3 separate regions of the Mus musculus genome follow, and regions 1 and 2 are each linked to region 3. A link is a contact called in public HiCAR-type and promoter capture Hi-C data. All regions are on one chromosome and are shown on one strand. Each heading gives the region's core, a stretch centred on a gene start, on an enhancer-like site or on the middle of the called end of the contact. The rest is flanking DNA. Distances are from core to core; before and after follow the strand shown.

Evidence for each region. Promoter capture Hi-C pulls out the DNA fragments that hold promoters and counts their contacts. HiCAR-type assays count read pairs that join an accessible place to other places.
Region 1: a HiCAR-type map of astrocytes shows a contact between it and region 3, with 8 times the contacts expected there. The contact joins the promoter of Usp24 here to the promoter of Prkaa2 in region 3. A contact is called at or near these places in 14 of 39 promoter capture datasets (the 3T3-L1 cell line, 3T3-L1-derived adipocytes, the C10 cell line and 9 more), 1 of 484 Hi-C or Micro-C datasets (embryonic stem cells), 13 of 115 datasets of contacts at active chromatin or transcription factors (T-cell acute lymphoblastic leukemia, astrocytes, cardiomyocytes and 8 more) and 2 of 9 other capture datasets (adipose tissue and embryonic tail).
Region 2: a contact with region 3 is called in a promoter capture Hi-C map of hippocampal neurons, with 15 times the contacts expected there. The contact joins the enhancer-like site here to the promoter of Prkaa2 in region 3. A contact is called at or near these places in 13 of 39 promoter capture datasets (the 3T3-L1 cell line, the C10 cell line, the HPC-7 cell line and 8 more), 1 of 15 datasets of contacts at CTCF or cohesin (the NIH/3T3 cell line), 1 of 484 Hi-C or Micro-C datasets (cortical neurons), 7 of 115 datasets of contacts at active chromatin or transcription factors (SST interneurons, differentiating embryonic stem cells, embryonic forebrain and 4 more) and 3 of 9 other capture datasets (adipose tissue, embryonic stem cells and embryonic trunk).

The regions. Positions count from the first base shown.
Region 1 is chr4:106,314,444-106,318,754 of GRCm38.p6, forward strand. It overlaps Usp24 (ubiquitin specific peptidase 24), which reads left to right and starts at 1,770. Exons shown (of 68, transcript NM_183225.2): 1 at 1,770-2,343. The coding sequence starts at 2,029.
Region 2 is chr4:106,222,460-106,227,151 of GRCm38.p6, forward strand. No RefSeq gene overlaps it. Among named protein-coding and RNA genes, the nearest start is that of Gm12724, 12 kb to the right of the region's middle. Within about 2 kb of position 2,207, at least 19 of the 459 cell types and tissues checked have an H3K27ac peak or open chromatin away from gene starts, as enhancers often do. A contact at or near this core is called in adipose tissue, where this site is marked.
Region 3 is chr4:105,107,710-105,112,546 of GRCm38.p6, forward strand. Prkaa2 (protein kinase, AMP-activated, alpha 2 catalytic subunit) reads right to left here and starts at 2,189. Exons shown (of 9, transcript NM_178143.2): 1 at 1,996-2,189. The coding sequence starts at 2,089. It overlaps Gm36893 (a long non-coding RNA gene), which reads left to right and starts at 2,189. Exons shown (of 2, transcript XR_376484.4): 1 at 2,189-2,479; 2 at 4,305-4,613.

The DNA.
Region 1 (4,311 bases), core at 520-3,019, 1.2 Mb after region 3:
CTCTCAGCTAAGCACAGCTTCCTCTGTCATGGTCTGCAGACCTGCCACTGCTGATGAGCCTTTTTTGTGCCATCTGAGTGGGCTGGCTCTCCTCTCATTACCTCTTCAGTTCTATCCAATCTTAGTAGCAAGCAATTTTTTGTTGTTGCTAACTCATTTAGTAGTTTAGCTGTTGGCTTAACTCTGCAAACCCAAGGTAGAAATGGAATGTTTTTATTTTGCTTTCCATCATTAAATGGTCCTTTTGTTCTCCATGGCATTGCCAGCATCAACGGTATCTGACTTGGTAAATGGTACAGTTGGTCGTTCTGTGGCAAGGTCTTGCTATGTATACGTAATTCAGGCTATTCTTGAACTGGAGATCTCCCAGGCTCAGCTTCTGGAGGGCTGGGATTACAGGTGCCCTGACCTATTGTGTTGGTGTATATTCTGTGACAGGATGCTTTCAACTTAGACTACTTTGGTCTTTATCTATTATATGTACTTAAAATTTCATTGACACCCCAGAACTTACCTCTTATTCAGGTGTCTACTTTGTGATCAAACCCATTACTAGCCTTTAGTAAGAATAATAGAAACTATATCTATATAATGATAAATTCACCCCGTAAATAATCAAATAGCTGGTGTTTACAAACTATCAAATTATTAGGCAAGAAGCCACCAGGATCTGAGGGGGAAAAATGCTGGCAGAGAATGCAGAGAAAAGTTCTGAGTGCTGTCAGTAATTTCAGATTTGGGCTATGTGAAGGTCCAATTGTTAAGCCATCAGAAATGTTTTAACAGTGTGAAAAAGAAAGGTTAGTGGATTGGGGGGTGGGGAGGGGGTTCAAGAATAAAGCAGGATTAAGACCAAAGCAGATGAACTAATAAGCAAGTATGTGAGAAGGAAGAGGAACCAGCATCTTGGGAAGAGAACCGAGAAGAAACCTAGATCAGGACACTGAAACGGGAAAAGGGGCAAAGGGGACTGGCCATGGTAACGCCAATGAGGTGGGAACAGAAGGCAAAAAGCTAAACAAACGCTGGAAGACAGAAACAGAGGGGAAAGTCTTCACCCCTGAGCCAAAGACTTCAGTAGAAATGGGTTGGTGGTCAGAATCAGGATAGAAGTAGACACCCAGAATATTTCCATGTGTCTGTGTCTGAAGGACGGTCATACAGTTCTGGCTGAAAAGTATGGTAAAGTTTATCAGGCCTGGTGGGACAGGTGGTCAGTGTTGTTGGGAGTGGGAGTTCAAGGTCTAGGGGTCTCTAGAGAAGGCTGGAGGGTCGAGGGCGAGGGTGTGCGGGGATGCTCGTCCTGCGGATCTGGGCACCCGTCTGTGGGCGGCGAGGAGGGCTTCAGCGGCGCGTAGGGTCACTTTCCTCGGACCGCAGGACACTTCAGGAGAACCAAGCAGGGTTCCGGGGGCGGCGGGAAGAGTCACCTGCGATGGGACACGAGTGTCGTCAGGGCACCGAGGCCCGGGCGCCCGGGGACCTCAGCGACACCGGCAGCGAGCCGCTCGGCGCCTGCCCCTCCCGTCCCAGAGGGAACCTGTTGCCGGGGGAAGGGGTGGGCGGGAGGCGCAGGCGGAGGACTCTCGTGCTCTCTCTGCGCTCCGCGGCCTCTCACCTCAGACACGTTCGGCGCACGCCCCTCCCTGGCCCCGGCCTGGGAGAAACACACACGCGTCCGCACACCCACAGCTCCGCGCCGCCCGAGCCCGGGGACGGCGGCCCGAGCGCCGCCGGGGCTGCTTCCGGGAGCGGAGGCGCGGCCCCGCGAAGAGGAGGAGCAGGCCAACATGGCGGCGCGCAGGGCTGGGCCGGCCGGCCGCGCCTGAGCGCCCCACCACCCCAGCTCGGCTCGCTGCGCCCACGCGCGCACCTAACCCTGGCCCGGCGGCCTCGGAACGCGCGGGGCGGGAGCTCAGGGGCCCTGCCGGGGACGGAGCCGGGGCCGAGGCAGCGCGGCACGGCCCGCCAGGCCCGGGAGCCGCAGCTTCGCCGCACGCCGGCCGGCGCGACTCCGAGGCCGGAGCCATGGAATCGGAGGAGGAGCAGCACATGACCACGCTGCTGTGCATGGGCTTCTCGGACCCGGCCACCATCCGCAAGGCCCTGCGCCTGGCCAAGAACGACATCAACGAGGCCGTGGCGCTGCTCACCAACGAGCGGCCCGGCCTCGACTACGGTGGCTACGAGCCCATGGATAGCGGCGGCCCCAGTCCGGGGCCGGGCGGCGGCCCACGGGGCGACAGCGGCAGCGACGGCAGCGGGCCTTCCCGCGGCGGGAGCACCGGAGGTGGTGGCGGCTTCGATCCCCCGCCCGCCTACCACGAGGTGGTGGACGCGGAGGTGAGTGGGGTTGCCCTGACCTCACGGGAGAGGCCGCCGCGCTGGAGTCCCGAGGACAGGGAGCGTTGCCAGCCCGGCTCGCAGCGGGACTTTTGGGCGGGGGCTGTAATGAAACTCGGGGCACCGAGATAATAGAACACCAGTTCTGGTCCGAGATCGGGGTCACTAGACTGGGGTCCTATGGAGAGAAGGGCCTTGGGGGAGGAATATTCCCGCGTGGAGTTAGGTATACAGTTCTGGGCCGTGGCGGGGTCTCCATAGGCTACCTGCTGAGTCTATGCGGTGGGCAGGAATCCCGGGAGGGATGGGGAGGAGGGCCCACATTTCCAAATCCGCGTGGCTTGGGAAATGGGAAGGACATGAATATCAGGTGTCAAAACTGAGGTCCCAGTGGACCAGAGTATTTGTGACACTAGATTTCAGTGAAGGATTGGGATAAGTACCAGTTCAGAGTCAGAAATAGTGCTCGCTATAGGCCTGCCAGAGTGAAGGCCTTTGCCGGGTCAGACAGGAGGACCAGTGGGGTTAGAAGAAGGGTTTAGGTTTTTAAGCCAACCGTTGGAAGAGGACAGGGTCTAAAATGAGGAAGGGCCTAGACAGGACCAGGAATGATAGGAATGAGTATAAGGCAGAGGAGCAGGTTTGGCTGTTTTAATGTCTGGGTTGTAAGGATGGGCTTGACTAAGGTCAGGTATTAGGACAAGTAGTGGAATGGGACTGAGATAAGGAATGAGTGAGAAGCCTGGGCAAGGAGTAGGAGCAAAGGAAGGGCCAGACGGCGATGAGATCAGGAATGGGAGGTCGAAGCTGGCGGCGATGAGATCAGGAATGGGAGGTCGAAGCTGGGACACGGCCTGGATGAGGGGAGTAGGGTCACTGAAGAGAAATTAGCCCGAGGAGAGGGGTGTAGCCTCAGAGAGGTTAACATGGAGGCGGGGGTGGGAGGGCGGCATAGACTAGGGAGAAGAAATGGGACTGGAGTCTAGAGAAGGGAGTCTAGTACGTACAGCCAGATCCCTCAGATCTTAAGTAAGATCTTTTTAGTGTTTGGTTTACCGTGTGAGCAAAGAACATGGGAGAGGCTGGCAAGCCTGCCAAAACAAGGAAGAATCACCCAGAAGCCAGAGCGCTGGTGATTAATTTGCAGGAAAATGGCAGCCCGTGGCAGAAATTTTTGTACTTTTCTTCGGATAGTGTATTTTAGGGTCGAAGATAGCAGCTTGGCTTAGCCTGGCTACAGAACAGCACAGATCTCAAATTAGTAAGTGGGCTTGTGTTTTTAGAGAAATTAATTTGGGTAATTTCTAAGACACCTGATTTCTTTTTTTTTTTTCCCCCTGAGCAGTGTTCTGTGTGGTAACTGTGTTTGCAGCAGTTTCTCAGTCTGGTGTTGGTCTACATACTCCAGGTAGAAGTCCACCGTTAACCAGTAGCTAGCTTATCTGTGTCCTTCACTGGTAGGGAAAGTAAAGGCAGTTGGTCCTCCTTTGGGGATTTTTAAAAATTCTGTGTAATTGACTATTCTCTTTTGTTTGTTTGAGTTTTTTGAAGCAGGGTTTCTCTGTGTAGTCCTGATTGTCCTGTAAGGCCAGGCTGGCCTCGAACACAGAGGCTTGCCAGCTTCTGCCTCCCAAGTGCTAGGGTTAAAAGGCCTGTGCCACCACCACCTGGTCATAAAGTGACAGTTCTTAAGTGTGACATCTTAAGATACCAGCTCCAGTCACTCTTCCCCTGTTCTAGCCAGTTTTGGTCTATTTAGAAACCAAGAAGAAAACTGTCGCTTCTTGTGAACATGTTTATACTCGTCTACAGAGCTCAGCGTGTTTTCAGTATGTGAGAGATTTTATTTTCTGTTCCTGCTTTTAATCTCCTATGATTGAAAATCAAAGTAAGTTAAAATATTTGTGGCACCTCAACATTAGCTTACTTCTCATACATTTAAGTTGGAGCAATCTGGAGTGGCTTCTT
Region 2 (4,692 bases), core at 957-3,456, 1.1 Mb after region 3:
ACTGAGACCCCCATTTACCAACACAAGCAGCCTGCCCGGGTCGTAGAGTATCTTCTGCCAGCCTGTTTCCCCCATTTTCACTGCTGACTGGCATTCCTTTGACAACTTTCAGTTAAGGATATTCACAGTGCTTCACCTGCTCTGTTTTGTTGAGCTAGGGGAAGCAGTCTATGATGGGATTCATCTGTAATCACAAGCACCTAGCTGAGCCTAGAAACTACAGCCTTTATTGTTCTAGATTGCTTCTAGAATTCCATTTAAGCAATGAAAAGCCTACAAGGGAAGAAAGAGAAGCTGAGACGATGGCCCAGTAGGTAAGGGTACTTGCTGCCAGGCCTGTACCTTGAGTTCCATCCCAAAACCCACATGTGGAAGGAAAGAACTAATTCCCATAAGGGGTCCTTTGACCTTTATTTCTGTGCCACAGTATGTGCATACACACACACACACACACACACACACACACACACACACAGAGAGAGAGAGAGAGAGAGAGAGAGAGAGAGAGAGAGAGAGAGAGAGAGACTAATTAACTAATTAATGTAAAAAATTAAAAGAAATTGGGGCTAAAATATCTAGCACAATCTTTGAACTTGGGAACTAGTCTGCAAATAAGAAAAAAACACTATCCCATTTAATGTATCTGGTTCAATGTGTGGCATTCAGTTAGTTCTATGCAAAGAAATTCAGTTTCCTTATTGGCTACATGAGAGAATGCCAAGATGAAGTATATAGCAAGAGCATACCACACATATTGCTGATGAAAAGATACCATCAGGAAGCTATGCAGACATGGCGGACAAGTCAGAACACCATCTCAGGATAAAGGCACAACACAGCTCCACAGACAAATATCCTCAGGACCGTGAAGAAAGCAAAGCCTAAAGCCGAGTTAGAGGATCTCCAAGAGATCTTACCTTTCTGTCATCCCACAATCTGTGTCCCAGTAAAGACGGGGCCACAGCAGATATGGGAAACCTTCCCAAGGTCTTGTCACCACCCTGCCAAGGATTGTTGGTGCTACCAAGAGAATAATTCCTAATCTGGGGCTCTTCTTGCTAATGTTTAAGCAGAATGTAGTCATTGTGGTCTTGTTAGTTTCAGGTTCTTTGTGAGGATGAAAACCATGTGAAATCCTTACATTTGCATGTCCCCTGATGATTGCAACCGAATAGCATTTACTAAGAACCATGCTCAGGACCTTAAATTTGTTTCCTGTATCAACTCTTACAGCATCACTGAAAAAAAAATGGGTTTCTGGCACTTACAACCCACGAAGACCCAATTAGCACAGAGCATGAAGCCTCCAGGGCAGGGTTGCTTAATTCCTGTCTTCATGCTCAGCCTGGACCCTGGAGCATTCAGTAAATAGTTGTTGTTTTAATGTGGTTCTGTGGAGGAAACTGTGTAACTAGGAACATGTTTTAGAAGGTGAAGTGAGACATTAGTGTTAAGAGCCATATTGGGCTGACCTATGAGTGCTTTCAAGTCATAAGGATGGTTGAAAGTATGATGTCTGGACTTGTAGTCCCACGACCCACTGCACCTCTAGAGATCACGTTTTCCAAGAGCAGGTCTAGAGTAAATTTGAGGGGACTGTTTGGGGGAGAATCAAGGTAGAGAGAGAAGCTCCCATTTCGTGTTTTCCTTTTTTTACCAGGTAGGGAGAATCTTTTTCCCACTGATTTTCCTTAGAACTCCTTGGGCCATCCCAGTGTACGAACGTAGCATGGTGTCTTAGGGTTTTACTGCTGTGAACAGACACCATGACCAAGGCAACTCTTATAAAGGACAACATTTAATCAGGGCTGGCTTACAGGTTCAGAGGTTCAGTCCATTATCATCAAGGTGGGAGCAAGGCAGCATCCAGGCAGGCCTGGGGCTGGAGAAGCTGAGAGTTCCACCTCTTGTTCTGAAGGCAGCTAGGAGAAGACTGGCTTCCAGGCAGCTAGAATGAGGGCCTTAAAGCCCATACCCACAGTGACACACCTACTCCAACAAGGTCACACCTAATAGTGCCACTTCCCAGGCCAAGCATATTCAAACATCACACTTGACAATGAGGGTATTCATGGGGATGGCCCTAAGGTAAACCAGATGGCTACCAGAGGCAGATGCAGTTTCAGATTCTCCTCGTGTGTCAGTTGCCCATGGCTGCTAGAACAAATCACTGTACATTCAGTGGTAAAGCATCTAAAATTATGAATGTATGATCTCACTACTCAAGAGGCCCTAAGTCCAAAATTAACTTTCCTAGGCTGACTCAAGGCATTAGCGTCTCTGAAAATGCTAGGAAGAAATCAGTTTCCCTCTTTCTGAAGCCTGGATCTTCTTTCCGTCATCCATGGCCTCTATCCTGCCAGCCAGGAGTACAACATCTTCACATGCTACTGGGACCCTGCCTGTTGCCCCCTGCCTCCCTCCTGCCTCCATGCTCCCATCCCTTCACCTAACCTCCCTCCCTCATCCAGCTGGTAAAGACCTTTGTGGTTGCTTATAGCTCTGCTGGGATAGGCCAGATCCTTAAGATCTCATATTCTCACATCCCAAGTACTAAGTAGGGGGTTCCTGGGAACCCGTTATTCTAGCTAGCACACCTTGCCTTTTATGATTGCTTTTGAACACCTCCCTCCAGAACAAGGACAAAATGCTGATGAAAGGTGATTAGACAGAAAGTGCTGAGCATAAGCAGGAGGGCTCAAGTTTAAATCCTCACCATCCATGTTTTTTAAAAACTGTAGCTAGAGCCCAAGTACTATGTGGGGTGGAGACCAGAGGCTCTCTGGGGTTCATGGCTCACAGCCTAGCTCCAGGTACTGTGAGCAACCTTCTCTGAACACAGTGAGAAAACATAAGGTCAGACATCTAATGTCCTCCTAGAGCCTCCACATGTGAGTACAAGCACGCCACTTGCACACACAAATACATACATCGCGCGCGTACACACACACACACACACACACACACACACCCCAAAAGAAGAGGAAGTTCAGACTCTCCAAAGATTGGCCTTCCCGCTTCAACAGCATTGATTAACACGCAAAGATCCAGGGACGTCTAGCTCAAGCCTCAGGTCACTGTCCCTCTCCACAGCCCTCCACCGAGTTCTTAGGAAGAAACACACATGAAAATTTTGAAAACAAAACAAAAACATCAAACCTAAGCTAGGAGAATCGCTACTTCTTAGTCTAGCCAACAGCACCCCCTGGTGCCCAATAGCAGAATGAGGCATAAGGGCTGCAGCTGGGGGAAGAATGAAGGGTCTTTACCTGCTGGCCAGGAGACAGAGACAGCATAGGCTCAGGCCAGAAGACAGAGCTGAGGCTGATACCAGGCAAGAGCGGCATTTTCAAACTTCCCAATTAAGTCTATGCCTAACAGTTCAACAACACAGCAGACACCGTCAGAAGTCCCTTTGGTCCTGAGGATTTAAAAATGCCTAAGGTAGGACAAACTCTACTCAGAACGCGTCTAGACTAGGCTATGAACGCTAGAAAAGAGACTAGCCCCAACTAGCAGCTGTGTGCTGCGAGGCTCATAACTCGCCCCCTCTGTGCCAAGTTTCTCATCAGTAAAACACAGATGACCAAAAGTCTCTGGGTTAAGAGAATTAATATACAACCCATGTAAAGCACTCAATAGGGTAGTAGTTTGAATTTTTTATTATGGTTGGTTTTAATGTCGCCTTCTACATTAGAATCACCTTGAGTAGGAAGCCAAAATCCAGATTGCCTTGAATGATGGGAAAACCCGCTCCAGTGTGTGCATCTTCCCGGAGCATCCTGGGTAAAGGGGCGTGGCAGAAGGAAGAGCGGCCCACCTTTTGCTCCTTGGCCTCCCCTCCTGCGCTGAGTAAATTTGCCTGTTGTTGGAGATGATTCTTTTGTCTTCTCAGAACCCGAGTCTGCAAGCTCTTACTACAGACAAGGGACCAGCGGTTCTCCAGAAACCTTTTGCGTTTCCAGAACCAGATTAGGGACCCCTGAGGTACCCAGCCTTTTAGTCTGAGCAGCCTCTGTGGGGCTACTCCAACTGCTGAGGCACGAGCCTCACGGACTGCATTTTCAGCTCTGTAGCATATGTCTGCTGGTGCTATTATTTTAAAACTGACTTCACGAATTCGCGTTTTTTTTCATCCTACTTGTTCCATTCCTCCAGAGAACCCTGACAATTACAATTACAACTGCAGAAAGAGTTGGGGGCTGACTGGGGATACAGAGATGGGAAAATGGATAACATACATACTGACATTCACCTGTCACTGCTTGCTAGCCCCAGTGAGTGATCTGCCAGATTGAGACAAACCTTCTAAATTCTCCTCAGTGTCATTCATTAGTAGAGAAGGGGACACAGGGCCATGCAAACTCCCTTTAGCATCTTCCATTTAAAGAGCCTCGTTGGCGGAGCCACGGCAGAGCTGGAAACAAGTGCAGTTTGCGTGAGGCTCTTTAGCAAATGCAAGCTTGCTTGGCTGTTACCGGGTACAGTGACTTGTGCTGTGGTCTTCTCTGGCCAGGATTCCTGGATGTTATTGTACGTGAAAACCTCTGTGGGCCAGATAACCAGAGTGACGTTGTAATAAACATCATAAATAAATTGATGGAGCCCTGACAGACTTCAGGCTGTAGCTTGGTAAGCTTATTTCAGCCAGCCCCATAGATATTGTACGAGGCAAACATTTTAAACCCCACT
Region 3 (4,837 bases), core at 939-3,438:
GCGCAGAAGCTAACTGGATCTAAATAATTCTTCATTAAGCTTCCCTTCCTAGGTGTTTCTTCCTTGTGTGCATTTGACAATTAATAGTAACTATCACACCACATAGGGAATATCTCTTTAGGGAAGATAAAATGGTCAGGAGAAATCCAAACAGCTCGTTCCAGCAGGGTTCTCCAGGAAAAAGATTTTTCTCATAAGCCAAAGGTCCCTTCTGCTCCATTTATATTTTAGGAAGCTGGCGCTTAGAAGCAGACAGAGACTATAACCAAATATTTTCGAACTATCCCTTGACAATGGCCTGAGAAATCAGATCGGGTATTCCACTCTACATCAAGAGGAAAAAAAAAAAAGCAAGCGCAAACAAAAGCACTTAGCAGAACATGAAAGCATATAGGCTAAGTTATATAACTTACCCTAAATGGCAAAGCAGCCGTTTGCATAACTTTGCAATGCCACAGCAAAGCAGTTCTCTGCAAAGATGGTGGCAACATCATTATCTAATCTCTATCATTATCATCTCCCAACTATCCACAACTCTTACAAGATCCCAACTTCACAAGACTTCAAAGAATTTTACAAACATTTTAGGTCTTTACAAAAATACCCACTCCGTGAGGCCACGTGGCACCTTAATATAATCTGCCAACCTCACAAAAGGCTCCATCCTTCCTTCCCCTGTTCTCCTTTCTCAATAGGAGGGGGCCATATACTTTTCACATGTATTCTGATTGTCTTTCCCTCATAGCGAGTAAGTCCCAGGAGAGCTCAGGTTTTGCTCTTTCCTAGAACTCCGTTGCCCAGAACAGTTCCCCGCATGTGGTGAGAGCATTCAGTGTTTTCTAGTTGTACAAACCGGTATTAGATACACCAAGAGGAGTTAATCCTCGCAGGAATGAGGAGTCTCTCCCTTCTATTCAAACCTTCACTGGAGGTTAAAATGTAGAAAATAAGCCTCAGCATAAAATCCCCAGACTGCTTACCCGATATTTATTCAACAACAACAAAAGGCTAATGTTTCACTTTTAATTCCCAACTTGCTACCAAGTATTTTTTTTAACAAGAGCTGTAGTTCTGTTAAAAGGACGGGTAATCAAACCCCATGTGACTCTTATTAACTAATAAGAAAGCAAAGCAAAGTTTAATACTTAACTAGTTTAGTGCAGTGTGACATTTCAAAAGCAACCAGTTTTTTTCCAAAACCCCCAAAGCAGTCCCTTCACCAACAAACATACCCCTTGCCTAAGCAAGTCTGACCTCTTGGGGACCCAAAGTCGATCACCAAGCAACATTTTCTCCCAGACCCTGACCACAGAATCCTTCCTTGAACCAATCAACCTACAGAGCTAGGGGTTCTCCTAAATTCTCTGTCCAACCCGCTGCATTCCAGCGTTTTCACACACCCAGCAGAGGGACTTGGCACCTCTCTGCTATGGGCATGCCCCTGGTCAACTCCACCATCAAAGGACTGGGACAGGGAAGAATCTGGGAAAGGCAGGGACCTCATCAGCAAGGCCAAAATTGGAGGACATCTTAGACCTCACCCTGAATCTGCCAATTCTCTGTGACCTTGGGCGTGTCTCTGAAGCCTTGGAGCTCGAGTTCTCTCACCTTTAAGGTGAGGACCGCACCCGGCCGGTGCCACGTTAAGGATTAAGTGTGACCACAGATGAGGCTCCACGCAGAGCACTTGGCACCAGTGGGAGACCCCCTCCCAATTCGCGGCGGGCGCCGTGACTCCCCCATCCTCCCCACGCTTCGGGGCCCTTCGGACTGGGCCAATCGCCCAATTCTGCAGACAAGCGAGCTGAGGCATAGAGAAAAGACAGGGCGCTCGGAGGCACCCCCCGCCAAGGCACACCCCATAACCGCTGGTCCCCCCGGACCCACGCCCGGGCTGCGGCTCCAGGTGCTTGTGCCCCGGGCTCGCCCGCGAGCGCTCCACCTGCCACCCGGCCTCGCTCGCGCCTGCCCGCCCGCCCGCGCCGCTGCACTCACTCTTCACTTTGCCGAAGGTGCCGACGCCCAGGGTGTCCCCCAGGACGTAGTGTCCGATCTTCACCCGCCCGTCGTGCTTCTGCTTCTCAGCCATGTTCGGCGCACGGGCTCCCCCTGCCGCGGGCTCTGAGCGCCGCCGCCGCTACCGCTGCCGCCGCCGCTACCGCCGCCACCGCCGCCGCCGCCGCCTACCCACAGTGCAGCGGGCCCGGGGGGCGGGACGGGGACGCCCGGGGCGCGGTGGGGAGAGCGCAGCCCGGCGCGTGTGGACGCAGGCTGGGGGAGCAGAGCCGAGGCGTCCCGAGAAAAGCCCAGGGCGGTGAAGATGGAAGGGATGAATCTGAGCGCGACCGAGATGGAAGGAGAATCTGAGGAGAAGTGGGGGTGACGGGGTGTAGACCGTGAGCCATGCCTCGGGACCAGAGGGCAAGGCGCTGGAGAGGGCGGCCCGCCCCTAGCCCCTGGCACGCTCCCCCTAGCCAAGGTTTGTTTGTCTGGGAACGTTCTAGTCCGTACCCTCTTCAGATGGCGTCCCATTGTTTTGTAGTTCCTGGTCGTGTTATTGTTAGGTCTCAACCCCCAGACAAACTGCCAACGGAGACGCCTAGCATTAACATAGCAAAGGTGACGTGACGCTGGTTCTCTCAGCATCCCTTAGTCCCCACCTGGTATAGGGTCCTCCTGCCTGGCATACCCTGACCCCTACCCTGAACTCTCCAGCCCGGGGACTGAGCTGCCCCTTCCCTCAGGTCCTCTGATCCCTAGATAATTCAGCCATTTTGGCTGTGCCAGTTTCTTAGCCCAGGCCACCCACCCCTCTTAGGCTTGGCTCCTCTCTTGCTCTCCCTCCCTCTCTCTCCTCACATGGCCCTGCTGAGTCTGACCATGTGTCTCTGCCTCTGCTTCTGCCTGTATGTTCATTTTATCTATAACAGGCCTTCCTCATTGTGTTAGTTAAAGCTTTTATTGTTGCGATAAAACACCATAACCAGAAAGCAAGTTGGGGAGGGCAGGGTTTATTTTTTACACCTCCACCGCACTGTTCATCATTGAAGGAAGTCAGGACAGGAACTCAATGCATGGAACCTGGAGGCAAGAGCTGATGCGGAGGCCATGGGGGGTTGGGGAGGGGTTGCTGCATACTGGTTGGCTCATCAGGGCTGGTCCAGCCTGTTTTCCTACAGACCCCAGGACCACCAGCGCAAGGATGGAACCACCCGCAATGGGCCCTTCCCCACCAATCACTAATTAAGCCTTACAGCTGGATTTTCTCAGTTGAGGTTCCCTCCTTTCAGATGACCTTGTGTCAAGTTGCCATATGACAAGCCAGCACATCCACCATACCCAGGAGCAGTTATGGTCTCCTTTTATTTCTTTTCTTCATTCAGTTATATAGACAATCGTGTTATAGAGATAAAAGACATTCTCTTCAGGACTCTCAATTCTAACTCATTTGAACAAAATTTCCCAATAAATCATAGACACAGCCCTAAGTATATTTCAGCACTTGCATACATGTGTGTAGATATGCATTATATACGGGACAAGGGAGAAATACTAAAAGAAATAGGAAATAATTTACATGTGCAGGTAAATGTAGAACATAGACAAAACACAGAAGGGATCAAAGAATTGTGGGAAACAAAATGATGTAAAAACACATTAAAGAAATGAGTGTATTGAGGATGGAAGTAAAAAATAATAATAATAATAATAAAAGGGAATCCAAAGCATGCCCAGAGTGTTACCAGTGGGCAAATCACTTATGAGCAAGCAATCTCTTCCTCCCGGCTCCCCTCACTCTTCCCCTCCCTTTACTTAATGTTAGCCGACCTTGCCATAGCTGAAGATTATTTGCTTCCTATACAGAAATATGAAGACTCATGTGACTTCCATTTAGCAGTTCCCTGCACTCATACAAACGTGCTTCAAAACATAAATACTTAAAAAAAAAAAAACATAAATACTTGCAGCTTTTCCCATAAAAAAATAATTTAGAAACACAAAGAAAAGGGATTATTTGCTGTTTGGGGATAAATTATTAAAGGTTAGTCAAACATCTGTGACACTGTGCATGCCGATAGAGTTTCATAGTCACATGCCTCGAACGTGAAGCCTCAAGTCACGCTGTTTGTATGTAAAGAGTGAACCGGGAACTGGGTATGACACAACTTGTTTCCTGAGACCTAGTAAACATACAGCTGACCAACTGGTGTGTCCACCATGGCGATCTGATGAGAGATGATCTCGGCGTATAAATTATAGACATCACAGCTGTCGGACATGGGCTATTTTTGTTCATCCTGCAGATCACCTTTCCTGCTGACAAGAAGATCTCACTTATGAGTCCCAACCTCGATGGCAAATTTGAGAAAGCTTCCCCGGGCTATTTTTAAGGCTGAACTTTTATTTGGTTAAAGACCATTCCTTTGCTAGTCCTTCAGATGAGGAAGCTGAGATAGCTCTTCTGCTGAGAGTCTGTGTTGTCCTAATAATCTAATAAATGATGTTGAGGAGTCTTTAAATTGTGAAGCTACACGAAGAAAAGCTATAAACTGAGATCTTAAAGCATGTTGAATTGTCGACTCACTGGCAATTAAAGTTTCATTGTTATTACACTAACCTTATAGTTTTATGCTAAGCATAAGCAATACTTTCTTGATTAAGAAGTTCATTTAGTCTCAGCTATTTGTCATCAAGGAACATTATTGTCCCCGTTTTATAGATGATAAAGCTCGATTTTCCCTCTGTTATTTTTCCCCCAAGGCTATAAAGCTAAAGTCAAAGCCAGCCAGACTCAGATCCAGTTCCAACCTGCCCTCTTCCTTCCAGTTCATTACAG